6 separate regions of the Mus musculus genome follow, and regions 1, 2, 3, 4 and 6 are each linked to region 5. Evidence: chromatin contacts called from public Micro-C, promoter capture Hi-C and targeted proximity ligation data. All regions are on one chromosome and are shown on one strand. The core of a region is the stretch at or near the end of the contact, and the rest is flanking DNA. Distances in the headings are between cores, read along the strand shown.

Region 1 (4,552 bases), core at 280-2,779, 440 kb after region 5:
TTCGAGGCCAGCCTGGTCTACAAATGAGTTCCAGGACAGCCAGAGCTACACAGAGAAACCCTGTCTCGAAAAACCAAAAAAAAACAAAAACAAAAAAAAGAAAGCTATTGCCTGCATTGGAGGCTTATGGCATTTAATCCTAACAAACTTTTTTTACGGTTTCTTTTCAAATGTAGATAATTAGATAACCACAGAGACCGTAAAGGGTGGGACTTCCTGTTATACATGGGAAAGGGCTCCACTGAGACACTGTGTGTCTCCTTGATGCCTACCGTGTATTTGTTTACCCTTGATGGTCCCGGGGCACTTTTAATTAACATAATGCATTCTGGGACTTTTGAAGGACATGTCTGTATCTGTACACTGCATCCTACCTTTTCACGCCCCATCCGTCAAGCCTGTCAGTCTATACTAGCAGGAGCATATACAGTGAGAAGGAAGAAAGGAGAGAGGCATCTAAGCCATTTTGTAAATAACTGTATTAAATGGTAAGTCAATATAAATCCATTAAATAAAATGAGAAGCTCAAAAAAGCCCTCTATAAATATGCCAGGTACTTCTGTGCCTGTCAGAATCAATGCATCATCATATATTAGCAAATCCAAGGGAGATACAGTTCCTGGCTTATTAAAGGACATTGCAAAAAGACCTTTCCACAGTCTGAGGTTGGCATGGTACAGTCTTGTGGAAAGACAAAGCGTCCAGCAGTGAGCTGTCCCTGCTCCTTGCTGGCTGCAGAGCCTGGAGCATGATTACATGGCCTTTCTGAGTCTGAGTTTCCTTATATAAAGCAGCAATCATGGTTAATGCCCTATTAGTCCCTAGGGTCGCTCTGATGATTAACTGGTAATACATAAAGCCACTGAAATGTGTGATGTTGTTATTTTTACAATTCATGAATCTTTTATTGAATCTGATGTCTGGCTCTGTAATACTTTCCTGGATTCACTGTTTAATGCCATATGTGCCTCTCTAAAACAGAAAGCCATTGCCTGTGACCACTAATAAATTTCCTTAGCAGAAAGCGAAAGATTTGGTAGAGTCATTAAGCCCCCTAATCATAGTCTATCCACCCCCAGAACATCGACTGATAAGAGTATAGCTATTTTTAGGTTTGCCAGTAATACCCATGCATATGAAAACCCATAACCAGCATGCCAGATGCATTATATTATAGCCTCACAGCTTGTTTTCTGTTTTCATGATAACATGAAGTTTATTGCTCGAATAATACATATGAGTAACAAAACTAAGAAGTATTACAAGTAAAGCATTAAAAAGGAAATATTAAATGCAACGAGCGTATGATGGACAAAAAAATATCATGAAGATAGAACCTGGATGATGAAATCTTGGGGAATACATATCAATAAATCACTGTACTAAAATAACAAAGGCATCCTCCAAAAATACTCTAGCCCTACCACTTCACGGCTGTTAAAAGAAAGAGTTCTGTGACAGATGGAGAATGGCTGGCATGGAGGTAGCATTGACTTTGCTGGGTTTATTCCTTGGTCCCTGCACCATCTGCATGAGTAGCTCTCTCTTACAGAAGCAGCAAGCTTCCTAACACCGATGCCACCACCCCCTCTTATTTACAGGACAGTGACAGCGGGTCATAAGAAACTTCCTGGGTTTTTATTACCATGTATGTGATGCCAGGCTGACAGAACTTAAAAATGTTGTTTTAGAAGGTTGTTTTCAATAGGGAATTTCCGGGCCAAATGATGATAAATAATATATCAACAGATAACTATGTCATTTATAAGAAATTCCTTCCCCACAACCCCCATAGCCTCAGCTCCTGGTCCACTTGGTCTCTTAACACGTGGTCTTTCTACCCCATCTTTTCTCGTCCCAAAAGAGCATCTCCATTCACTGTCTTTGTGATTCCAAAGAAAGACACCATCGCTTTTCAGTTGTTCTTGAGTATTTGTTCTGGAAATTAAACTACCTTCCAATGTACTAATAAGTCCAAGTAGGGGGTCTTCTTTATTTCTAAGAACACACATCAAAGAATAATTTATTTACTGAAATATGCTGTTAAGAGAAAAAGAAAGCTAAGTATTTGAAGTGTTGTTTGGGTTTGGTTTCTTTGTTTCTTTTGTATTGTTTCTTAAGGCAAGGTCTTGGTGGCCAGGTAGCCTCAAACTTCTGATCAGTCAGGCAGGAGCATGTTCATGGTGTGCGTGCATGCGTGTGTGTGTGTGTGTGTGTGTGTGTGTGTGTGTGTGTACATATTTGATTAAAGAACAGCTCAGTTCAAGTCCTTGTCTTTTAAGATTTGTGTACCCAGGGCCGGACGTGGTGGCGCACGCCTTTAATCCCCAGCACTCGGGAGGCAGAGGCAGATTTCTGAGTTCTAGGCCAGCCTGGTCTACAAAGTGAGTTCCAGGACAGCCAGGGCTATACAGAGAAACCCCGTCTCGAAAAAACCAAAAAAAAAAAAAAAAAAAAGATTTGTGTACCCAATACCCAGATTGTAACCTAGCGGCTCCAGTGTGCTACAGTCTTTCTACAGCTAAGCTTCCCATGGCTGCGTCTGATCCTGTCAGACCCCACTTTCCCAAGGAAGACTTCTATGAAAAGCTTTCTAAAGATGTGGTAAAAATGTTTGAAAATGCAAAATGAAACCTATTACTCCATATTCTAACCTATAGAATTAATTGATTAAAACTGTTAAAATACTGGACATCTGGTGGGTCTGACTGGACTGGCCCTCCCCCACCCCCACCCCCACCCCCGTACCTCACCCTCATTTCTGCCGAAAGCCCTTCAAGGAGCCCCTAATCTAGCAGCCTATGGCTCCAGTGGCCTGCGCCCCTCCTGCTCTATAGGAGCTCCCTGTGCTTCCTCCCCTCCCCCGCCCTCCACCCCCCACCCCCCCCCCCCACCCCCGTCTTAGGCTCTGACCGGCGACTTTATAACTAACTTTTCTCTAAAACTCACAACAGTGGGAAAAATACACTGTCCCCATTTGGTTTGGTGGCATTAAGCATATCCCATCGTTGGGCAGCCACCATTCCCATCCTGCTCCAGAAATGTGTGCCCATGGAAAACTAACTCCTTGTTTATGACAGGTCTTTTATCGTGGCTAAACTAAGTGGGTGACACAGCAAAGTCAAAAGTCATGAATCTGACAGTCAGAGGCTGTCAAAGCCCCTCCCCAACCCTGAAAAAAAGAACCTAGCAGAGTAGCTGTTAAGCAGCTAAGGGTGGTGGCGCAGGCCTTTAATCCCAGCACTTGGGAGGCAGAGGCAGGCGGATCTTTGAGTTCAAGGCCAGCCTGGTCTACAGAGTGAGTTCCAGGACAGCCAAGGCTACCCAGAGAAACCCTGTCTTGAAACACACACACACACACACACACACACACACACACACACACACACAAATCTACTTCTCAGGTGTCTCACAAACAGCAGAGCCCCAAGCACCAGGAGAGTCTCATGGGACACCTGCACCCTAGCTGTCAGACAGTAGCCAACGGAAAGAATAGGCTTTACTCCCCACCCTCGTCCTACTAACAACCCTTTCCACAGTCTGGAATCCTTCCTATGCAGGGAGCCAGGGCCTCGCCTCAAGCATCAGCCCTGTGATGTCCTGCTTCACCCCAAGCCTTTGGTGCTGAGACAGAGCGCAAAGCTGTGACGTGGAACCACTGTCAGCACACTCAGCTTTTCTCTGCTTTCCAGACACGTGCGAGGCACGTGGCCTCTGTGAGGGTCGATGGTTGTTTCAGGAAAAGGAAGTATTGTGTAAAAATCAAGAAGAAAGAAGTAGCCGGGGGGGGGGGGGGGGGGGAGTGGCGAATGCCATTAATCCCAGCACTTGGGAGGCAGAGGCAGAAGGATCTCTGAGTTCGAGATCAGCCTGGTCTACAGAGTCAGTTCTACAGCAGCCAGGGCTACACAAAAGGGGGGGGGGGGGGGAGTAGTATTTGTAGTCAAAAGGAATAGCCAGTTCACTTAATCATACTCTGATGAGCTGACAAACTTGTTAAAATCATTTTTTTAGGACTAGAAGTTGGTCTATATTGCTTCAATTCAGTATTTCCATATACATGTGTCCTTAATACAAATCATATCCTGAAGTGATTTGCAAAGGCCAAAACTACTGGAGTGGTAGACTGAAAAATGCCCCCCCCCCTTCCAGACCCCTCTTCCAAACAAAGCACACTTACCTGGGTCAAGCACGGTGGACTTCCTTTCAAATCACACGGCACTCAGCTGAAAGCCCCTTGGAATTATTAGTCTTAGCTGATAGCTTTCACCTGACACCCAAGACTCAGAAATGCAGGACCAGAAAGCAAACAGGCTGTAGAAGTTGTATTTATAGGAATATGTAGTCCAAAGGGAGGGAGGTGAGGCTGTAGGGGGCAGCACAGGCAGCCCTGATTTAGTTGCAGTCCACCGGCCTGCCAGGAGAACCTGGCACAACATAAGACTATCCCTTTCAATGTTAAAGAAACTAGTATCTTGTACTCAGGAAGAATTTGAACCAATACTCAGGGAGTGGCTGAGAGTTTGTTCATCTTCTAGGATCTCAGAATGAC
Region 2 (4,597 bases), core at 1,672-4,171, 310 kb after region 5:
GAACAAAGACTGATGTACGGAACACCTAGATTCTCTAGAGTTTTTTTCTGCAACCCTCTGCCTGGCTTCTGCAGTACCTCTTCCTTCCTGTACAAAGGTCTGTGATGGGCACTTACTGACCATAAAATTATATACTGGGAGGAAATTTGACTTCCCCAAGTTTGTGCTAGTGACTAATGATACTGTTTTCCATAGGTAGTGTGGCCTTAAGGTTTTAAATCATGTTTTAATTATTTGGCTATCTTCCCAGGGCTTTTGGCATTTTTTTTTTGAAATTTACTTCCTTACAGCTTGTGACACACGAGATGAATTGACTATTTCAAATATTTTACAAGTACTTGAGCAAAGCAGCACCAGTTTGATAGTAGCTTGTGATTGACAGTGGCTTGTGAAGCTGAAAGCAGTCTTGAAGTTCAAATGGATTCACAGCTGTCTCTGAATGTCTGTATCCATCAGAGGGTGTCATCTCTGAGCAAGAAGCCAAAGTGGAAGGTAAGGTGAAGGAGGCACCTCAGCTGGCTGGGTTAGTCTTGTCTCCTCCACCTGTTGTCACTGGACTTTTTACCTCAGTTTCTCCATCCATTAAACGGGGCTTATTGCACTAGTCAACTTGCTGTTGTTGCAACAAATACCTGAGATGATCAACTTATAAAGAGGAAAGGTTTCTTTAGGCTTACGGCTTAGGAGTTTTCTGCTCAAACCACGGGAGAGGACATGTGCCAATGCAAAGCTGTTGAATTTATGGCCAAGATTTTGGAGAGAGAAAGAAGAACAAGCTGAGGACCCACCACCCCTCTAAGAGCCATGCCAACAACTTGAGGACCTCCCAGAAGGCCACACCTCTTAATTCTCTTCCATATAGCCTGTGGCACCAGGTTGAGAAACAACCTTTTAACATAAGGGACTTTCAGAAGCACTGTGGATCGAAACTGTAGCAACAACATAGCAACTTCTTATGAAGATCAAATGAGATTATTTCTATAAAATATCTGCAATGATGTATATAATAAACGTTCTCTTTTCTCTCCTACCTGAGGGAATGTATATAAACACAGTGAGTAACATTCCCCAAACAAGTTTCTGATCCTTTGAGCCATAACTTACAGAAAATTCATGAAAATATGTCTGAACTTCAAAGACGAATCCCAAACACTTTTTCAAATTATGGAGGTGGTTATTGGATTTTCCACTACTAAAGCAACACTGGAGTGATGACCTAACGGGGCAGCAAGCCATCGGTGGGGAAGAGCATTTTGAACAGTGGAGATGGCTAATGTAACATCCTGTGAGAACACAACTGGACTGTTTGGCAGGACAGAAACAAACCAAGTGTTGAGGGCTGACAACGAGGAGATAAGAGGTTTGGCTAGATGTGACAGGTCCTTGTGAAGAATTTGGATTTCGGTAAATGATATGGGAACTTGTGGCTTCTTGGGAAAAGGCTATTTTTGTATTGAGGGGAAGCCCTTACAACTCTAGTTAGAAGGCAGTGTGGTAGGCAAGGCTTAAGAAGGGAAAAGAGCAGGATGATGAGGCCACTGTGGTATCCCAGGGCAGTAAACATGCCAGCAGCGACCAATCAGGGCCTGAATATGAACATGGAGCAGGTGGGTACCTGGTGTGATGTCAGTCCGGAACAGGCAAGATTTGGCATTGTCTTGGGAAGAGGAGAGCTTTCGGGCCTGACTCTAAATTCTCAAGTTTTTCTGTCATCAGCAATTGGAAAACAACGCTGTTAACTAAGGTGGAAAAGAGGAAGTTTGACATTGTGAACCATTCTCCTTGAGACCTGTTAAGTCCAAGACAACTTGCAAGCATCCACTCGGATAATGGTCAGGTGATAGTGAGACAGAAGCCAGCAGCTACTGTGCTTCCCCAGCATCATCAGTCATCAGCCTCTGATATATGCGGTGATGTCTAAATGTGAGGGACGAGGTAAAGCGCCCAGGGAGTGGTCAGAAAAGGCAGCAAGAGATTAAGGACGAGCTTCAGTCAATCCAGTGTCAAGGGCCAGGGAGAAAGGGCATCCAGGCCCAACAAGACAGCTGCTGTGGAAGGTAGGAAAAACAAGCTTGAGAGGTCAAACTGAAGACAGTGAGCAGAGCTTTGACAGCTGAACAGGAGTGTTTTAGACCAGCGGTCCTCAGAAAGTGGGTCCGGGCCAACCTCAGCTGGAAACTGATTAGAAATGTACAGAATCAGGAGTCCCACCACAGAAATACTGGATGAGGGACTCAAACATGGGCCTCTTTAGGGGATTAAAAATAAGCCTACTCTAGACACAGAAATGCCTGCACAAGCATACAAAGGGGATTAAGAAGCAGAAAAAAACTAATATACTTTTAACTATTTGATATCAGGGAAATGACCCTCTCCCCAACCTTCCATTAGAATGGCTGTTTGCAGAAGAGGACTGCCCCCCCCCCCCATTTCACTGGACCAGGGAACGCTGAACATCAAGCATGCCAGACATTCTTCTGCCCAAAAGGAGTGTGTGTGTGTGTGTGGGGGGGTACTATTCCAGGGTTAGCAACACTGGGTCGAACGCTCTGAGAATTAAAATTTATCCCACGCCCACCATATCCAAAATTTCCTCTAGAAAGCCCTAAGAGAATTCCATTCCTTTCCATTCTAAAGAAAGGTGGTTAAAATTAGGGACACACACACACACACACACACACACACACACACACACGAGAGAGAGAGAGAGAGAGAGAGAGAGAGAGAGAGATAGTTACAAGCTACATGCAGGGAAAGCTGTCCCCTGAAATAAGCTGTTTCCCACCGTGGATGGGCGGGGCAGGAGTCTCTGGTCTCAACCCAGCAGAGGGACTGCCCCTTCTAAGTGTATGCAAGAGGTCTGGTCCCCAGCTTTAAAATTCTGGACGAAGGCACCACTTGCTGACCTCTCCTCTCCCCCAAGTGGTGGCTGGCCCTTCTCAAGTGTGCAGTTGTCTCCTCCCTGTCCAGTCCGGCAGTCGCCCGGGGCCCAACCGGGCTACGAGTGGCCGGACGCTACAGCCTTGCGCAGCGCGCTCTGCTCCTCAGACTCTTCGAATTTGAGCAGCCTGTGGCATCCCCCAGCAGGTCCCCCAGCTCCTTGCCTAGCACCCTCCCTTCCCTAGGAGCAGCGGGCCACAGTGAGCCAGCAGCCCTCGCGGGTCCTCCTGCCTGAAGTTCAACTATGCTACTAGAAGGGGTCCTGCTGGTAGTGCAAGGTAAGAACCAACAGGAGACCCCCCCGGGGAGGGCGTCCTGGAAACTCGCTCCCTCTTGGGCTGTCAGGGTGGGGTTCTGGTGTCCGCTCCGCCATCCAACAGCTCTTCTGGACAATTCTCAGCCACTAAGCTCCCGGCTCTCCCTGGTCAAGCACGGGATGGGGGTGGGTATGGAGTTGCGCAGAGGAGGGTCCCAGGAGTGTTGAGGGAGGTCAGACATCCTTCTCTCTTTCCTTCCCACAAGACTCCCCGAACTTCACCAGGTAGTCCCCAGGGCTAGTGCAATACTACCAGGCAGAAACCCAAACTGAAAGTCCCTTTGTGCCCGCAGCCTTGCAGCTTGCCAATGCCCTAGACCTGCCCGCTGGCTCCTGCGCCTTTGAAGAAGACACGTGTGGCTTTGACTCCGTGTTTGCGTTTCTGCCTTGGATACTAAATGAGGAAGGTAAGGGGACTTCGTAGAAAGATGCTCGAGGTGAACTTTCTTCACGTCTTGTTCCTCCCAACCCCCCGGAAGTAAAGATATCTTGGAGTTACTTCCCTTTGGGAGGAAAAGTGTGTGAGTCATGAAACCTCCTTCCAACTCTCCTGCAGCAAAGAGTGGCCAGGGAAACCACGGGAAAGGGGGCGGAGGGGAACAGCTGTGTACCTGGCTCTGAGCATGCGCTCCTACCCCCAGCACACCCTATTGAAAGGGACAAAGGGGATTCTGCTAATGATTGTTGCCCCTAGCCGTGTGCCCCCTGCAGGCTGATAGCCTTGCTAGTCTCAGTGGCTACTTGCCCGAGCTGAGATTGTCAAACGGACTAGCTCACAGGAAGCTTTGCAGAAATTTTCCACACGGTTGTGAGCGTCCTCTGTGCTAAGCTCTCCCACTTTGGTCCACCCACAGCAGTTTTACCTGTGATTCATCCTTTCCCATTGTATCTAATTCAGCACTGGACAAAAGAGTTAACTCCACCACGGAGTCCCTGAAGCCACTGGGCTAGGGCCAATTGATCAGTCACATTACTCTGCACCGCTGGGGTTCCGGTGACAACGTTTAAGTGAAAAGGAGTCTGTGATGTGTTTTCTTACCCTTCATTGTTACAGTAAAAAAAAAAACAAACATTCCAGTAACAAGCACTGGTGTCCCTCTCCTTTCCTTTCTTCGCTCTTATCACCATCATTTTGAAACGTGTTACTTTGGACCATTTATTTGGACTTAGAGTAGACTCCCTTAGAAGACATGCTGCTGTATAAAGGAAGGCCGCTGAGCATTCTCCCAGCTCAGGCAACCTTGGAGTTCAAGTCATCCAGCCTGGCTCCCTGGAACTGGACGCTTGCTTAGGACGGAGAGCTGTGACCACAGTCCTTCCTGCCCATGTGACTTTGGGAGC
Region 3 (4,368 bases), core at 1,359-3,858, 400 kb after region 5:
CAAATTTATTATTTGTCGGCAGTGTGGCAGCATTTAAAATCCTCCCTTCAAGGTATTATGAAATGTAGATTATATCAATATTAATTATAGTTGGCCTACTGTGTATTAAGAGCCAAACTGTACTATTTTAGTATAATTATAATTTTGTATCCACAGACCACCATTCCCTTTTCTCTTCTACTCCTGATGTACTCACTGCTATTAGAATCTTTTAGAGGGAGGGAGCTACAGCGATTCACTGACATTGATGGAGGCCGGACTAGGATGGTTGATCTCTTGGAGCTGGAGCTAAGAGCACCAGAGCACCTGGCTTGCTATGTGGGCGCAGGGATTCAAACTGCAGTCCTCCTGATTGTGTAGCAAGCACTCTCAGCTAGTGATGCATCTCTCCAGCCCTTTCATCTTTTTCTTCCCCCTTTCCCCTTCTCAGTCTCCTCATTTCTTTCCCTTCTTCTGTATCCCCTTCCTTCCTCTCTTATTATCTTCATTTCTATCAAAAGTATTGTTCTGAGGGCAAGTGTGGAAGCCAGTTCTACCAGCTGAATTTTCTGGTGCATGTCTCCTCTGATCTTGTGCTATAGCCATGGTTAATTTGAAAGGGGGAGCTCAGAGCATGGATATGATTCTTTCCTAAACCTCTACCCCAGGATCCCCAGTCATCTGGGGTCCTTTGGCTTTTCCAAAATAGAAATCTGGATAGGCAAAGAGGAACTCTTTGGGCACTAGTTTTTAGGAGTTTTAGTTTCCCTCTGGTTTGTGCAGCACTGGTAAGCAGCAGAAGGCAGGTAGCGCATCAGCAACAACAGCAGGAAGCATCCTACAAAGGCACAGTTCTTGTGCCTGCCTCTAGTATCCTTACCCTGAGCCCTGCAAATGTTGTCCTTGCCTCTGGGCCTAGGAAGTTACTGTCCTCAGCCATTATACAGCCAGTGTTGTAGCTGAGACCCAGCATCCCAGACCATTGGTCTCAAAGACTTGCCAGGTCTCTGAAACTCTTCCCACAACCAAGTTCTCACCAAGGTAGGTTATAAGGACATCTAGTATTCACTGAGATACTGGAAAGCAAAACGTCTGGTACAAACTGTCCAACAGCCCTGGATGAAGCTGCACCTTCAAAAGGCAGGACAATCTTCTATGATCACAGTGTATTCTCTTCTTCCAGGCGTTCAAGCCAGCCGGTGCTGGCACAAGGGTAGTCTGGCTGGTTATTCAACTGATAGTCCTTTGGCTCAAAGAATCTAGTCAGCAAGAGAAGAGTCCCTCCCATAGCTGCTAACTGGAGGGTTGGATTGCCATGCCCAGCTTCTTTGCTTAGTTACAGGAAAACACACACTAGATCAACTTTAAAGGATCTTATAAACAAAAACAAACCAACCAACCAACCACCCATAACTTACTTTCTTCTTTGCAACAAAAACAATGTTATAAAATCAGAAGTAAACTTATCATTACAGCCTTAATTTGAAACAAATCTTGGGGTTCTTACATTACAACTTTTTACAATTATATATGTGATAAATATCCAAAGCAAAAGAATTAGAAAATTCAAAGAAAAAAAAGAAACTAAGTTAAACAACAATGGCAATGACGATTGACTTTAGAGTGTTTACTGTGATAGACCTTTCATTAAGCACATATCCAAATCTATAGCTCTAGCTGTGTGTGTCTTTCAGAACATGCTTATCTAAAGTACATATATAAAATTATGCCCATATTCAGAGGACAAAGGAGGAAAGAGAAACATCCAAGAAGTCTGACATCTTTTTTCTAGGTCACACAGCTGAGAGATGCCAGAGAGCTTAGGGGACTTCCTAGACTAGAATCTAATATGCAGCTGTAGGAAAAGCTTCAGTCTATCAGAGACCCCCACCAGGCCACAAGCTGGGGGTGCAGCATCATAGTTGCTACGTGTGTAAGACTGGTATGAGCATTTGCACCTAGCTATAAGGAGAGTCCTAGTTGCCATGGCATTAATACCCGCTCCATTTCACTTTGTACTCTCTGCAGTATCTTCTCCAGCTCCCTTTAGAGAACAGAACTCGCTTATTCCTCTGGCTGCTTTTCAATGGCGCCATCTGCTAGCCTGCTGCAGAACTGGAGAAGGCTGGCTTGGTCTCCATTTCCAATGTGCTCTGTCTGCTGCTAGTGTGCCTGACACTCCTCCACCTCCTTCATCTCCCTCTCATCTCCTGAACCCCAAACAGCCCCCAGAGAGAGCACAGTGCCTTTGTAGAATGTGTGCTATTTCCTGTCACAAAGTCTGACCAGGCTTTGATTTGCTCATACAGCCCAGTGGAAATTTTTCTATGACTTTGGTTACAAGAAGGAAAAGAAATGCTGCCCCAGAACATATTCCTTCTATTAAAGTCAAATGAGTCACATGGTAATGCACAGGCAGGCAGGCATGTGTATACACATGTGCATGCACACACAGGCACACACACGCACACACATGTGTGTATGCATACATACACACACATGGATAGTGTTTTCTTTACCAACTCCTTAATTACAATATAAACTCTTTAGGCAACATTTGCATGAATAGAGCACTGCTAAATATTTTTTAAATCGGCACTCAAAAGTCATATTGCTGAGTACTACTAACCGTACCATTCCTCTTTGGATCCACATGTGTGGGATTTTGCTCCGCTTGTCTAAGTCTGTCATTTGGGTTGTTTGCTCTTCCTAATTGCCAAGAAAAGGAATTGGCACTGGAGAAATCACAAGGAATGTGGTGCATTTCAAGAGGAAAATAAACATAGACTTTTCTGAACAGAGAACCCTGGCATATGTGCTGTGACTGCAGACCCGTGTCAGAAAGAGCTCCTTAATCTCTCTGCTCAATATGAACAAAGTCTTTCCCCTTCTTCTAACAGTTCCAATGTCTTTGGTTTGTGTTGGAGATGGGAGGAATGTACACATAAAAACCTTCCCTTTTATAAAGACTATAAGAACATCAGTCAATTGGAATAGAGACACACCCTTCAACAACATGACCTCATCTTAATTATATTTGCAAAACCTTACTCTCCAATGGGGCAGCAAACTGAGATCCAAGGGATTTGGTCACTGGGTAGCAGCAGCCTCCTTTAGATAGGTTTGCCCTTTCCACTCTCAAGAGTCTGCATCCCAGACTTCATGCAACTTCATGTATTTATGCCTTCCTGGACCTGGCATGCATTTAAGTTTGAAGCCATGACCCACAATGTGCCCTAGCTGTCAACTCACACAGCATAGACGGCACACCTGGATTGTTTTCCTAACAACTTGAGCCTGTGCTTATCACACCTGGTGCCTTGTTGTCTCAGAAAGTTCAAAGTTAGTGGGTGGGAGACAAGAAAGTATAACTTTTGCTGTCCCATGGTCTTTGTGAATCCACTGGAACATGGCTGGAAAGGCCAGATCACAGTGCTCATCTCTGACTACTGTGCCTCTTTGCCCTAGCTCTCATCCAGAATGCCATATGGGACAAGGGGCACAGACAGGTTAGAGACTAGCTTTCTGTAGATAATGGAAGAACCTAATTTGTTTTCTTCACTGACTTTTTCCTGTAGGTGAAGGTTATGGTGCCAATCAATTCTGGAATCTGTCAGGAATGGCTTAGACTGGTACTCAGGGAATAGGGGATAGGGCGCCCAGTAAATACAAATTTCAAGTGTCTTGGTCCATTATGGCTGGGTTGCTACAGCAAAATACCACAAGCTCAATGACTTACAAACATCAGAAATTCATGTCTTACAGTCTGGAAACTGTGATCAACATGCTAGCAGATATATCGTGACAAGGGTCCTTTTCCCAGTGAACACATGGCATCCTCCATTGTGTCTCCACATAGAAGAAGGCTCCTTGGGACTCTCATCACTAAGCTCATGAATGAGGGCTTCCCCAGAGGACTTGCCTTCTACTATCATCGAATTGAGAGTTAGACCTCAGGAGACAACGTTTCAAGAGGCAAACATAGCGATTTCATTTTCCTTGAAAGAGGCTGTAGGTTGAGTGGGGTACTGACCAAACACTTACATGTTGGAAAAGACTTGCATGAGTCCTTGTCACTTGGCCTTAGTTGGCTTGATCAATGTGCCATTTTTAATCATGTAAGAGCAAGAAAGTATGTAAATATATGCTAACCTGTCACTTTTCTTCCCAGGTTATTTTTGAAGTTGCTTTCAATGGTCCCAAAGGAGGCTACGTTGCCCTGGATGATATTTCTTTCTCTCCTGTTCACTGCCAAAATCAGACAGGTGAGACCTGCTTACTCTTCCTCGCTTGGAAGGTGCCTGCCTCGCCAGATGCCCAGAGTTGGCACTTGTTTTTAACTGTCTTTAATTTCCTCATCTTTTCTCTTACCTTGTCTTTAAAAGATCA
Region 4 (4,290 bases), core at 425-2,924, 480 kb after region 5:
ACACACACACACAGAGGCACACACACACATCAAGTACCCATAACAAGTTTATATGCTTTCTACAATGATTATGTTTTCTTTCATTTTAACTTTTACTGAGCAGATTCCATTTGTATGAGAGAAAGAAGCAGGGGCCTGCAAAAAGGAGTGTTGGTTCTAGTGGTCAAAAGAGGACTCTACTGCATGGGATTTCTAACTGGCCTCCCCAGGTCTCCTTTCAATGAGTTTTCCACACAGCAAGCAGAATGACTGAAAAGCTTTAATTAGATCACAGGCCTCTCCTACTTAAAACTATTTAATGGTTTATCTTTATTTCCCCATTACCCTAGTCTCTGGCCGGTTATTATTGGTTGGGTGAATGTTGCCTATGGGCTTCAGGGGCATAATCTTTGAAAGGGCTAATGAGATGAACATGGGCACAGGGAGGTAGAGCCATTCCTAAAGAAGCAGGGAATTTAAAGACCCTGAAAGGACCCCTATGGAAGATTTAAAGGAAGGATTGAAGAAAGCGAAGGGGATGGTAACCCCATAGGTAGACCAACAATATCAACTAACCTGAACCCCTAGGAGCTCCCAGAGAATAAGCCACCAACCAAAGAACATACATGGGCTGGTCCAAGGCCACCAGCACATATGTAGCAGAGAGCAGCCTTGTCTGGCCTTAGTGGAAGAGGATGTGCTTAGTCCTGCAGAGACTGGATGCCCCAGGGAGGGGGGATACCAAGGGAGAGGCACCCTCTCAGAGTCAAAGAGGAGGAGCGATGGGGGGGGGGGGGAAGAACTCTGGGGGGGGGAGAGAGACAACATTTGGGTTGTAAATAAGTGAAATGCTTAATTAAATAAAAGAAAGAAAGAAAAGAAAAAAGAAACCCTGAAGGGAGAGGCCATCTGGTGGCTGCACTGGAACTGGTGGCTGCACTAAGGAAGCAGAAGTAGTAAAAGTTCAAGACCAGCCTGGGCTCTCTAGTGAGTAGTAGTCCATCTAGAGCTATATAAAGAGTCTGTCTCAAATAAATAAATAAATGTATGTGCTGGGAGATAGCATGATGGCCCAGTGGTTAAGAGAACGGACTGCTATTCTAGAGGACCTGGGTTCCACTGTCTGTAACTCCGAGATCTGACACCCTCACACAGACATACATACATGCAGGCAAAACATCAATGCACATAAAATAAAAATAAATAAATTATACAATAAAAGGACTAGGAAGTGTGAGTGGGCAAGTAATTAATACACTCTTCACAATCTTGAGAGCATCAGATGGTTGTTAGTGCCATGCTTCCAACAACAGGCACAGTCAACAGGCATCTTTTCTTTGGAGTTCATTTGAGCACCAGGGAAGGAAACTGCAATGTAGAACATAAGACAGATGAAGCCTGGAGTTCTGGGAGGGACCGTTGCAAAGTAGTAACACACACACACACACACACACACACACACACACACACACACACACACACACACACACACACACGAGAAACACACAGAGACACACACAGAGACACACACAGAGACACATACACACACACACACACACACAGACACACACACACACACATCGCACCTCTGAGGCCACCGGGGAGCGTTGGTCGGGGCGTGGCCTCGGGTTTGCGGGGCGGAACCGCGCAAGCGCATCGGGGCCGCGGGGGCGGGGTCAGGCGGGGTCAGTTAGCGCGGGAGCCGGGCGCGGAGGCTCCTGGGCTGCGGCTCGCCGGGAACGGAAGCCGCTGCGGGACGCGGAGGAAGCCAGGATGGCGACTCCGAGCGGGAAGGCTGCTCCCCCCAACCCCCAGGTTTCCAAGCGGTCTCTCCCGAGAGATGCTTCCTCCGAGGTCCCGAGCAAGAGAAAGAACTCGAACCCGTTGCCGACGCTGCCGCGGCCGTCCGGGACCTTCGTCGAGGGCTCAATCGTCCGCATCGCCATGGAGAACTTCTTGTGAGTGGCGGCAGGCCGCGCTGGGCGGGAGCAAGCGGCCCGCAGGCCCGGGGCGGTGGGCTGTGCCCGGCGGTGGGGAACCTGTGCCAGGCTAACCCTGAGGCATTCCCTGCCTAGGCCACGAAGACTGGCCGTGTTGGCTGTAGTAGGCGTGTGGCCTGATGTTTTTATCCACCCAGTGGTTTTGGAAGGCGTCGGCTCTAGGCAGTAGATACGAAGGGGCCGGGTCTCTAGTTTGTTAATCTGCGAATCTCGATCTACCACGGACCTGTGCACTTCACAAAACTCGACAGTTACAGCAGAGTGGCAAATTTTAAAAAGTGTACACGATTTCCAGAATGGGCAGATGACATGGTAATGGTTGTTGATTGGAGATTAGAGTGTACCAAAGAAATTAAAAATCGTGTTCCCAGTTTTTGTACCTCCTTGCAGATTCTTGCCCCGTCCAATCCTCCTTTCTTCCTTGCCCCGACCCCAACTAGTTGAGTAGATTCTAAATGTTACCAGAAATATCATTATCTGTTTATCATCTTAGAGTTATCTTTTCGAGGTATTTTTTCTTAAATGTAGGCTTGCATAATTTATAGACCCTTAATAACAATACCATTTTTTTTTCAAGCAGTTGTGTATCAGGTGTTCGTTTGTTTTATTTACACATCGCTGCGTTTCTACCTGTCTTTGTTGATGACATAAACTCATGGCTATTGTTTTTTTGCCCCGGTCTGTATAGATTCTAATAGCAAAATTGCTAATTTGAATCCTGATCAGGAAAGGTAACTGTACTCAGCATGAGGTTATCTGCTGTAACTTATCTACCCAGGATTTCATGGGAGGCACAGACTGAAAAGGCTAAGTCCATCCCCAACCATCAGAGCTTTGTGAAGAAGATACTAAAGTAGAAAAGGAGGGAAGACGATTACCCAAAGAAGGAACTGCCTGAAAGCCAGTTTGTAATGTTTCGTGAGTGACCTTAGGTAGAATGTAAGAACATAGGTGAATAGAGGTTGGAAACGATTGTTCCGGCTTGTCTGTTACTATACTAAAGAACTCCAGCATCATCCTGCAGGCAGGCGGTCGGGAACCTGTGATTTTGAAAGGGTGCCAGATAGCAAGCAAGAATATTTAAAGTAAGAAAGCAAGAATGCAGAGCTGAAAGGGTTATTTGATAAGATCTGCCTATAGATTGTGAGGCCTGAGAGTGGAGGAGTGTGTCCTAGTTCTTCCCAAGTCTGGCTCTGGCTAACCAATCTGGTTATTCAAGAGAGAGTAGTGGGGGGGTGGAGTGGACGGAGAATAAATGATGAATGCAGTTGAGCGCCTCTGTCTTGAACTTTCCTGTGGGATAGCTAAGAGAGATGTATGCATGGAGTTTCTAAAGGCCTCGACGAGCTCAGAGAGAAAAGAATAAGTCACAGGCTTGGGAGTCCTGTGTATAGGTGGCTATTGATGTTACAGAAATCTTTGAAATTACAAAAAGGAAAATATAAATTGGAGGAATTAAAAAGTGTTTATTGAGGAACTGAAGGGGTCTGCAACCCTATAGGTGGAACAACAATATGAACTAACCAGTAACCCCCAGAGCTCGTGTCTCTAGCTGCATATGTAGCAGAAGATGGCCTAGTCAGCCATCATTGGGAAAAGAGGCCCCTTGGTATTGCAAACTTTATATGTCCCAGTATAGGGGAACACCAGGGCCAAGAAGTGGGAGTGAGTGGGTAGAGGATCAGGGCGGGGAAGGAAAGGGTATAGGGGACTTTCAGGATGGCATTTGAAATGTTAATGAAGAAAATATCTAATAAAAAATTGAAAAAAAAAGTCTTTATTGTAAGAATGAGAGAAGATGAGCGCAGAGATCTCCTGTACTGGAAGGTGAGCTGAGACTCACGGGGGACTCGTCAGAGAGGCTTAGTTAAAATAATCCTTGAAGTAACTGCTCCATTGAACTCGTAATGAGACCGAAGCCTCCTACATTGAGCAATTGGAAAAATGTTTTCCCTTTGATCAAGTAGTACAAAAGAAAACTTTTTAGACCAAGGAAGAAAAGCTTGGACCAAAACAGCAAAAAGAAAAAAAGTAGGTGAAAAATGCAGAGTTGGGTATGGTTTTGTTTATTTTAATAATATAAGATTTTAGATTTGGGGGGGTATATTCAGATTTTCTAGAGGAACAGAACTTATAGAATACATCTATATCCATATACAGAAAGGCTTCTTATTAGAATGGCTTACAGGCTTTGGTTCAGCTTGTCCAACAAAGGCTGTCTACCATTGACAGTGGCTCTAAGAAGCCAGTAGTTATTCTTACTTTGTCCATGACACTGGATGTCTCTGCTGGTCTTCAGAATCCCAGAGGT
Region 5 (4,427 bases), core at 288-2,787:
CTTGGTTCCTAGACATCATTGGAGAGCCAAACATTTGCCAAATTTCCTACGAGTGAGCTGTCCTGGGAAGGAAATCGGGGACTTCACTGACTGGAGATCTTATATCCATGGGTCTCGGGAAATTTCAGTTCCTAAATGGACCTTCTAACCATTGTGAAAGCCGGGAGAGTGGCTGTCACTAGCATCCCATTTCCCACGGAAAAACACCCAAGAGAATGCATGTTGGGGCACTCTTTTTTTTTTCCTTGTTTTTTTTTTTTTTACTTCCCTTTCAATCTTGTTCTTGTATTTTTAAAGCCCCCACCTTCTTTACACACCTCAAGAGTTTATTCTAAAAGAATCATTGCAAAGACTATCCAATCTTCAGCTAGAAGGTTTTCAGTACTTATATATGGAAGGGAGTCTGGTGATAAAAGTTGTGGGAACGGGAGAGGAAGATGACCATTAAACACCCTCTTCTTGGGGTTAGACAAGAGATAAACAATAGAAATTGCAGAGTCAGGCAGTCAATGAGAGGCTGTGAAGTGCCAAAGAAAGCGCCCTTCAGAGCCAGGGACACCAGCTGTCTCAAAAGGTGTAACCATTATCCTGGTTTGCTGCCATGTGCCTCAAAGCAACCGCTCACTTCCACATCCCCGTGTTAGGACGTTAGGGAAAGGGGAAGCGAGAATCCGTACACCCAGCCACCCAAGAACAGTAGCAGAACAGAAACTGTTCTTAGACTTGCAGGGTCAAAATAACCAATACTGTCCCACAGTGTTAGCTGGCGGCATCAAGTCAGGAAAAGCAGATCGCTGGATGTGGGGCGCAGTTTTGAGAGCGTGGATCCAATTGCACGCTAAACACTCACTCTTACACGGGATTTTACAAACCCGGCCTTACCCTACTGCCTCCCCTCCACACTTCACACACCAAGTGCATCCTGCCCACCTCACGGTTTCCATCATCAGTCAGCCAGAGAGGAGGGATCCTAGCGGGGATTCCTGGAAATGTCATCTCCCCCTACACTTCGGATCTGCCACCTCCATCCCCTCTGCTATCACACACACACACACACACACACACACACACACACTCCTTCCGTGACTGTCATCAGGCCCGCTCTTCCCAAAGCCGGGTATCTCAGCGCGCACCGGACGCCTGGCATCTCTCTAGTACACACCCTTCCCCCGCCTCGCTAGCTCCAAGCACTGCCTCCCTGGATGTCGCCTGCCGTCCCTGTTCATCCGCACTATTGTTCCACGCTTCACCCCTAGCTCCCGGGATCATCCCTCCAAAAGGACCCGAGCTCCGTCCGGGGCGTCGGGCGCCCGGCACTCACCCAGCCCGCCCTGGCGGTGGTACCTTGCCTGACAGCTGGGTCCGCGGGCCCGCGGGAGCAGGCGGCGCTAGTGACAGCGACCGTGCCAAGCCTGGGAATAAAGCTGCTCTCCAGCTGCTCCCGCCTCCAGCGCCACCATCTTCCCCCGCCGCCACCGGGACCGCAGCCGCCCGCGCCCCGCTCCTCCGGCTCTAGCTCGGCAGCCGCTCGGGCCCCTCCGGCCGCGGCCCCACCCCCTGCTCGCCGCCCGCTCGCCCTCGTGACGCGCGCCGGGGCCGGGCGGCTGCGACTGACGGCGGGGGGAGCGCGCGCACGCCGCGTGCAGCAGCGCCCCTGCCTCCCACGCCCACCCGCGTGCGCGCGCGCGGCGCGGGCCCGACGCGACAGTCCAGCTCGGGCGCGCGTGAGCGTGCGAGGGGTCCACAGCCGTCGCCGTAGCTGTGCGCGAGTCCCTCCCTCTCGTGGCCGAGAGCCTGGAATGGACTACGTGGCTGCCTCCCGCGGGGACACAGGGGGACCTCCACGGTCCTCTGTCCCAGGTCCCTAACGCTCATCCCCGGCCCCGTCTCTGCGAATGGGCTCTGGTCACGCTTAGGACACACTGCCGCGTGGACGGCTGCCCGTGTCCTCTTGCTTAGTGACACGCAGTTTTCCCGCTTCCCGGGCCTGAAAGCCAAGAAAAAGCTTGGAGCTTGCAATGCGGCGCTGCGCTCCTCGAGTGGCCGCGAGGGGGCGCCCGCGTGAGCTTGAGAGGAACAAGCTGGGCGTCTGTCTGGCCGCCCACTGGGGGCGCTGCCCAACCCGCCCCACCCAGAAAGCGTCTGGAAGGCGGGGTCGGGAAATGGTCCACTTGGTTTCTCGATGCCCGTTGCTAGGAGCTTAAAAGAGTCTTCCAGACGTGCAGAGGCAATTCGCCTGGTATATGATTAGGTTCTCTGGAGGGTGGGGACCCTGAGCACTAGGGACCAGGTAGCAGGTGTTGTGACTTAATGAAAAGGTGGACTGGCCCCTGGGCGGCGGCGGGGTGGGAGTGGAGGGGCGAGGGCGGGGCTGGGTTCAGGCGCCTGGGTTCAGGCGCCAGCTCCATCTGTAATAGGCGATTCCATAGCTACATCCTCCCCCCTCTTTGGGACAGAGTTCTCAATTTAAAAATTAAGGGTCATATTCCCCCGAAACCTTATAATTTTCAAGTCCGTCTTAGTATGCATATTCTCATCTAGTGAAATGAAGACAAGCCTTCCTTATCTGACCTAGGGAGAGATAAATCTATCATTATACAGTATTTCCATATTAAGCACAGTATCTCCAGAAATATCTACGGGTGTAGCCCGAGGCATCCTAGAATTCTTGTTTAGCCTTAAAATTCACATGAATTTCTGCATTCTACTTCGTAATTAGTTTCTTGGCTTTGACAAAGAAAAGTATAGCTTCTCCTGTCCCCCCAGTATCTTTTCATAAAACTTAAACATATACTAGAAATAAGGGCCATTGTTGTTTTTCTTGTGACAGTCATTCCCTATTCATCTTGTCAGTAAAACTACCCTCTCTGGTGAAAGCCAGATAGGGTCCTCGTCCCTCCAGAATTCATAGCACCCTGGGAAAACTACACATCAGAGAACAACTGTGAACTTTCCAACTGCCAAGGTGCAGGGGTATCTGATGTTCCCTGGACTGCCTGAGGAAAAAGCCTTTCCAGGAGACCAGTTAGAGGAAGGAAAGGTATCAGAGCCCCCTAGGCAGGACTGAAGCCCAGATGCCTTAAGCAGGCAGGCAGCAGCCATAACGTTGACTTCTTCAGGCACACACACACACACACACACACTGGAGAGTGATGAGAGTTGAGATTGATCCAGCAAGACCAGGGTGGGGTTCACAATGCTGTTCCTGAAGCGCTCCCAAGGCAGCTCCCCGGGAGGTGGGGGTGGGGCTCTCAGAGTCCAGGGCAGGACTAATTTACTCTGTGTGTCTGGTGAGCGAGCGAGCTTGTAGGTTCGGTGTGTCTTCTGGCTCTCAGCTCTGTTAGTCTTTGCTTTTGCTTTCCTGTGCTCCCCTTTGGGGGGCGATGGATGTCAGAGTAGGCTTCTGCAGTCGTTTCTGTTTCCTTCCTGGAGATGGACCGTAGTTTTAAGAAGGAAGCTAGCTTATCTCGTTAAATTTTAGGTTAAATAAGAGAGTATAGATAAAAGAGGCTCATTTTAACGCCATGATGGATAATCTTCGCCAACCCTGACAGCTCTAGAGTTACTTCAGAGATCTCGAGGAAATTAGGAGATTGATTGGACCGAGCAGGAAGACTCACCCTAAATGTGGGCAGAACTTTTTTCACAGACTGAATCCAGCCTGGGTATAAAGGAGAAATTAAGTGGAGCCCAGCTTTTGGTTCTTTGCTTCCTGACAAAGGACTCATTGAGACCAGCTACCTCTGCATGTAGCTGCCTTGCCTGCTCCTCTGTGGGGGACCCTTCTTTCCTTTAGTTTTTATTGTCCTGCATCTTTTCAGCAATGCCAAGGAAAGTGAGGAATACAGATGTATCAACTTGCTAACATTTGATTTGCTAGCTCATGTTTTTCAGCCTCACTGTGTGTCATTGGGTGATCTTCCTACCAAACCATGAGTGAAAGAAACATTGCGTTAATAATACTTTATCCTCAATCTTCTACTACAGGGCCTTGGTGCAGATTAAAGGCAATGAGTAAAGTCACTTAGCTAACATCACTATAATGGCAACCATTTGTCAAAGGTTAATAACTGGAAATCTTCCTCCCAAGGAAAATGTAAACATCCTTTTTCCTTCTGGATGGTGTCTTTGTGCCTCCTCTAGCAGGAAGCTCAAACCACGTTTGTAGTTCATGGTAGGCAATGGATGGGCCCATATGGCATTTATATTACACCCTCCCTCTGCGTTAGTCTATCTATAGATTCCCTGAGTCTGAATTACTGGTCAGTTTTTACCTTATTATTGATATTCTTATAAGTACTTCAAATATTTGTATCCACCTTTGCTATTAACAAGAGTCAACGGCTATTCCCTGTTTCAAAGAGCAAACTGCCAGCCATTGTAGCAGGTAACAAACAATATGTAGATGGGATGCCAAGTGACATGGG
Region 6 (4,387 bases), core at 325-2,824, 470 kb before region 5:
AGACCTCAACTCAAAAAAAGAAAAAGCAAATTCATGGGTAGGTGTTTTTCCTTTCTTAGTAAATGGAGGCACAATTGGTATGCTTTTATTTGCTTAACAGTTTGCTTGTGCTCATTTTTCTTAAAGTGATACTTTCTTAAAGCCTGAGCCTTCAGGTTTGATCTTCCTTTGCCTGGGGCGTGTGTGTGTGTGTGTGTGTGTGTGTGTGTGTGTGTGTGTATTGGCAGGTCTGATAACACCTGTTCCTCAGGATCTGTCCATGTTGGTTTATAAGACCGGGTCTTTCATTTTTCGGGGGCTGGTAAATCCAAGGATCTGTCTCCCCAGCTCTGGGATTACAAATCTGTGCTACCACTCCTGGTTTCTCTTGTTGGGGTTTTGTTTTTGTTGTTGTTGTTTTTGTTCTTTTTTTTTTTTCCTTGAGAGAGTGTCTCAGTTGACATAGTTACTCCTGGCGAAAGGGTTTTGTGGGGAGGAGAGGGCGCTCGTGCGCGAAGTTGCCTGGAATAGAACCTCAGCATCCTTTACAGGATTTTTAAAAAAGCAAACTAAAATACTTAAAATTGCAACGCAGTGGGCAAGTGCGAGCATTCACACCGCACAACTATCACCACTATCCATCTCGCCATCACCACAACTTTTATCCTGTACCCTGGAATCTTCTTAGGATTTTTTTTCCCCCCTGAGACAGGGTTTCTCTGTGTAGCCTGGCTATCCTCGAACTCACTCTGTAGATCAGGCTGGCCTCGAACTCAGAAATCCGTCTACCTATGCCTCCCAAGGGCTGGGATTAAAGGCATACGCTACCACTATCCAGCTTTTCTTTTTATTTTTTTTTTTTTCTTTTTCTTTTCTTTTCTTTTTTTCTTCCTAGGATTTTTTAACCAGACTAGGTTAAATGGAAGGCGAACTTGCGCCCCGGGTGCAGCCTTGGGCACTAGGCACATTCCTCCTTCCCCGCGGTGTGACTAAGCAGGCTCTGGGCTTAGTGCTCCGCCCTCACCTATTGTCCCCCGAGAGGAACCGGTATTTCCGGATTGGAGCCTCAGAGCCAGAGAACCAGGGAGGTTGGAGGGGGAGGGGGATTGAAATTGATCTTAAAACTTATCTTTCACCGATACCATTACCCGTTTCTCTTCTTCCCCAAACAAAAATCAACCCGTTCCACTCCCCTACCGTATACATACAGTGACCCACAAACACCCTTCCCGTGGTTTCTGAGGGGTGACTGACCTTTCCTCGCCAGCACCTGCGGAAAGACTGAAAGCAGATCTGGGCACGAATTAGATAAACCCTGCGAATGTTTATACTCTTGAGCCGAAGCTTGGGGGTTTTGCTGAGAAAAGAGGCGGAAGCGTCGCTCAATCCCTGCCCCACCGCTGGGTGGCGCCGGTGAGGCCTCCCCCTCCGCCAACAGGACGACCCAAAGTGGCGCGAGCTACTTTTTTTTTTTTTTTCCGGGTCTGGAGGAAGCAGGTGATGGCCACCGCCCATCTACCCTCCCCCTAACCACACACACTCTAGATAGGCACTTGTCCCCCTTTCTTCTAGCCCTCCAAACAGGAAATAGGTTGAGTCACAACAATACCCAGGAACGGCCGGTGGCGGAGGTCACTGGCTCCCGCCTGCTGCGGCAGCCCGCGGCACTCCGCCTCCGGACAGGCGCTGCCCGCGCTGCGCCGCCCGACGCCTGGGACCGTCGCTTTCTGCGCGCTGACTCTGCTGGCTGCCGCCGCCCCCCTTCTCCAGGCGAGTACCTGCGGCTCTGTCCCTCCCGGGGTACAAGATTGCTCTGGAGCCTTGGCTCGCCGCGGGGCAGCGTGCGTGAACGCCGGTTGTCCCCGTGGGGTTTGGGATGTGATTTCTTGAGCACTGCTTTTTGCGTGCGTACTTCCATCTCCCACCCTTGGGCAGCCTCGCATCACCGGGGTTGACTTAGGGTCACCCGGGATCTGAGTTTACGCCGCTGCTACAGGTGCCTGGCTCCTCCTTGTCCTTCCAGGCGGGGACATTGTTTCGCTCCCGCAGAGCGTCTCTTCTGCTAGATTCAGAGGGCCTTTGGGTTTCTGTTGGCAGCGATGGTATCTAAGGGGTGGGTGACCTGAACGGGCGCGGAGCGAGGGAAAGCTGGTGTCTGTGTGCAGGTGGGGGCGATCCTGGTGACCATGAGTCTGCCCCCTCCCCCGCCGCCGACAGGAAAACAGTCCCGTCGCTTTGTGAAACATTTAATTCGACTTTGTGTGTGTGTGTATATATATATTTGGGGTCTTTCGACTCTTTTATAAAGGACGAGCCGAGTTGTCAACACAGGGCGTTGTCAGCTCTCCAGGGCTGCTTTCCGTGGCTTTTCTATGGGACTCTCAGTCAAAGCCGAGTTGGAGATTTTTATGTTGGAAAAAGGCCACCGAATGCCAAGCATTCTCCGAGCTTGAAAAGGGTGTTTTCCAGGCTGCTGCAGTGTGCGAGAGGGTTTCTGAGCTACTGTCTCTGAGTTGTCCACCGCGCCTTCCCAGGTCCGCAGGTGTGCGGGTTCTGTTCAGAGGCTCCTCTGGCCTCTAAAAGTTTCCCGACTTTCCTAGTTCATTTGAAAGACCAGTTTCCTGGTAAGGAGAGAGGGATTCTGGGACATTGCCTGGGGGCCTCTTGAAAACCCAGGTTTCAGGCCGCACCCTAGACCTGTTAGCCCTGGGATCTATTTGCACTTTGACCTTTGGGAACCTTTGGCCCAAGAAAAGTGGCGGTGCCCAGCTAAGGAATGAATCACGTCGGACTCCTACTCAGCCTTAAATCTGAATGCTATTTTAAAAATGGGGACAGACAGTACAGCCACACTGGACCTACCCACTCCGCCCCCAGAGCCATTGGCTCTTTATTGAGATTTGAAGATATTTGGCTAACATATAAGGCTGCAGGTTTTTTTGTTTCTGGCCTTGAAATGTGCCTTAAAATGATACGGAACGTGAAATTGAGCATTTTAACCTTCCTAAATGTTAAGTTAAACGGCACCGAATGCCCTCAGTTTTCTTCAGGGGGCTGAGAATCCTGACTAGGAATGTAATAGGCAGAATAGATGCAACATTACTAAGTGGCCAAGGTAGGCTAGCTGCAGGATTCTGTTGTGTGCTTTCCATTAAGGAAGATAAAGAGCCAGGAGGGTTTTCTTTTGTCTAGACTGCAATGGAATGGAGTCACCTAGGGAGTGGACTCAGCCCGCATGAATTAACTAAGTATAGATTCCCCGAAATCTCTTAATTCCTCATTGCCTTGGTACTAAGTAATGAAACTGCACTTAAAAAAAAATTACAGGGCTGGAGAGATGGCCCAGAGGTATTAGCACTGACTGCTCTTCCAGAGGTCCTGGAGTTCAATTCCCAGCAACCACATGGTAGCTCACAACCATCTGAAATAGGATCTGGTGCCTTCTTCTGGTGTGTCTGAAGACAGTTACAGTGTACACATATGCATTAAATAAATAAGTCTTTAAAAAACTTACTTTTTATAACAGAGCTTGGTGGCACTCAGCTTTAATCTCAGCGCTCAGAAGACAGCAGGATGAATTCTGTGAGGTCCAGGCCAGCATGGTTACTAGCAAACTCTAGGCTAGCTAATGAGTGTTTTCTCCTACCTTATGGGTCCTGGGGTGGGAGGGAGCCTTAGACTTGGCTGCAAGCCCCTCTACTGCATGAGTCTTCATTGCTACCCCCACCTCCACCCCACCCCACCCCCTTGTGTGTGAGTGTGTGTGTGTGTGTGTGTGTGTGTGTGGTTGTGTGTATGTGTGGTATGTGTATGTGTTTGTGTGAGTGAGTGTATGTGTGTGTGTGGTATGTATAGTGTGTGTGTATGTGTGTGTGGTGTGAGTGTGTTTATGTGGTGTGTGTATGTGTGTGCTTGTGTGAGTGTGTATGTGTGTGTGTATGTGTGTGTGTGGTATGTGTGTGTTGTGTGTATGTATGTATGTGTGTGTATTGGTGTGTGTGTGTGTATGTGTGTGTATGTGTGTGTTTGTGTGTGTGTGTGGTGTGTGAGTGTGTATGTTGTATGTGTGTGTGTTGTGTGTGTGTATATGTGTGTGGGTGTGTGTGTGGTGTGTGTGCGGGTGTGAGCGCTGTATGCACCGGCATGTGGAAGCCAGAACTTGACATCAGGTGGCTTCCTACCTTCTATCCTGAGGCAATGTCTCTCTCTCACTTGAACCCAGAGCTTCCTGATTTGCCTGTCCAGCTCGCCAGCTTGCTCTGAGGGTCCCTGTCTTCGATTCCCAGTGAGATTACAGTCTGGGCTCTGCCCCACAGTTACTGTTGTCCACAAGTGAAGTTTGAGTGGCAAGTTCTTTACCCACTGAGCGGTCTCTCCAGTCCCTCCCCTACTTTCATATATATATATA

Evidence for each region. Promoter capture Hi-C pulls out the DNA fragments that hold promoters and counts their contacts. Hi-C and Micro-C count contacts between places; a contact is called where the count stands out from the background.
Region 1: a promoter capture Hi-C map of hippocampal neurons shows a contact between it and region 5, with 2.9 times the contacts expected there. A contact is called at or near these places in 5 of 39 promoter capture datasets (the 3T3-L1 cell line, the HPC-7 cell line, hippocampal neurons and 1 more), 1 of 484 Hi-C or Micro-C datasets (cerebral cortex) and 3 of 130 datasets of targeted methods (forebrain, memory CD8 T cells and neural tube).
Region 2: a promoter capture Hi-C map of embryonic stem cells shows a contact between it and region 5, with 2.0 times the contacts expected there. A contact is called at or near these places in 1 of 39 promoter capture datasets (embryonic stem cells) and 1 of 484 Hi-C or Micro-C datasets (myocytes).
Region 3: a targeted proximity ligation map of forebrain shows a contact between it and region 5, with 8 times the contacts expected there. A contact is called at or near these places in 1 of 39 promoter capture datasets (hippocampal neurons), 4 of 484 Hi-C or Micro-C datasets (cortical neurons, embryonic stem cells, neurons and 1 more) and 3 of 130 datasets of targeted methods (astrocytes, embryonic forebrain and forebrain).
Region 4: a contact with region 5 is called in a targeted proximity ligation map of pancreatic cancer cells. A contact is called at or near these places in 9 of 39 promoter capture datasets (the 3T3-L1 cell line, the HPC-7 cell line, embryonic stem cells and 4 more), 4 of 484 Hi-C or Micro-C datasets (LSK cells, embryonic stem cells and nephron progenitors) and 5 of 130 datasets of targeted methods (astrocytes, embryonic hindbrain, neural tube and 2 more).
Region 6: a contact with region 5 is called in a Micro-C map of embryonic stem cells, with 5 times the contacts expected there. A contact is called at or near these places in 3 of 39 promoter capture datasets (the 3T3-L1 cell line and cranial neural crest) and 1 of 484 Hi-C or Micro-C datasets (embryonic stem cells).

What each region holds. Positions count from the first base shown.
Region 1 is chr19:23,313,993-23,318,544 of GRCm38.p6, reverse strand. The region is part of intron 11 of Mamdc2 (MAM domain containing 2); the gene reads left to right. Among named protein-coding and RNA genes, the nearest start is that of Gm41821, 16 kb to the right of the region's middle.
Region 2 is chr19:23,446,646-23,451,242 of GRCm38.p6, reverse strand. It overlaps Mamdc2 (MAM domain containing 2), which reads left to right and starts at 2,921. Exons shown (of 14, transcript NM_174857.3): 1 at 2,921-3,218; 2 at 3,550-3,663. The coding sequence starts at 3,185.
Region 3 is chr19:23,359,026-23,363,393 of GRCm38.p6, reverse strand. Mamdc2 (MAM domain containing 2) reads left to right here. Exons shown (of 14, transcript NM_174857.3): 7 at 4,151-4,244. Among named protein-coding and RNA genes, the nearest start is that of Gm41821, 61 kb to the right of the region's middle.
Region 4 is chr19:23,271,281-23,275,570 of GRCm38.p6, reverse strand. Smc5 (structural maintenance of chromosomes 5) reads left to right here and starts at 1,674. Exons shown (of 25, transcript NM_001252684.1): 1 at 1,674-1,937. The coding sequence starts at 1,753. It overlaps Gm33950 (a long non-coding RNA gene), which reads right to left and starts at 1,663. Exons shown (of 2, transcript XR_386613.2): 1 at 1,566-1,663; 2 at 1,212-1,347.
Region 5 is chr19:23,755,986-23,760,412 of GRCm38.p6, reverse strand. It overlaps Apba1 (amyloid beta (A4) precursor protein binding, family A, member 1), which reads right to left and starts at 1,537. Exons shown (of 13, transcript NM_177034.3): 1 at 1,322-1,537.
Region 6 is chr19:24,222,213-24,226,599 of GRCm38.p6, reverse strand. It overlaps Tjp2 (tight junction protein 2), which reads left to right and starts at 1,574. Exons shown (of 24, transcript NM_001376368.1): 1 at 1,574-1,749.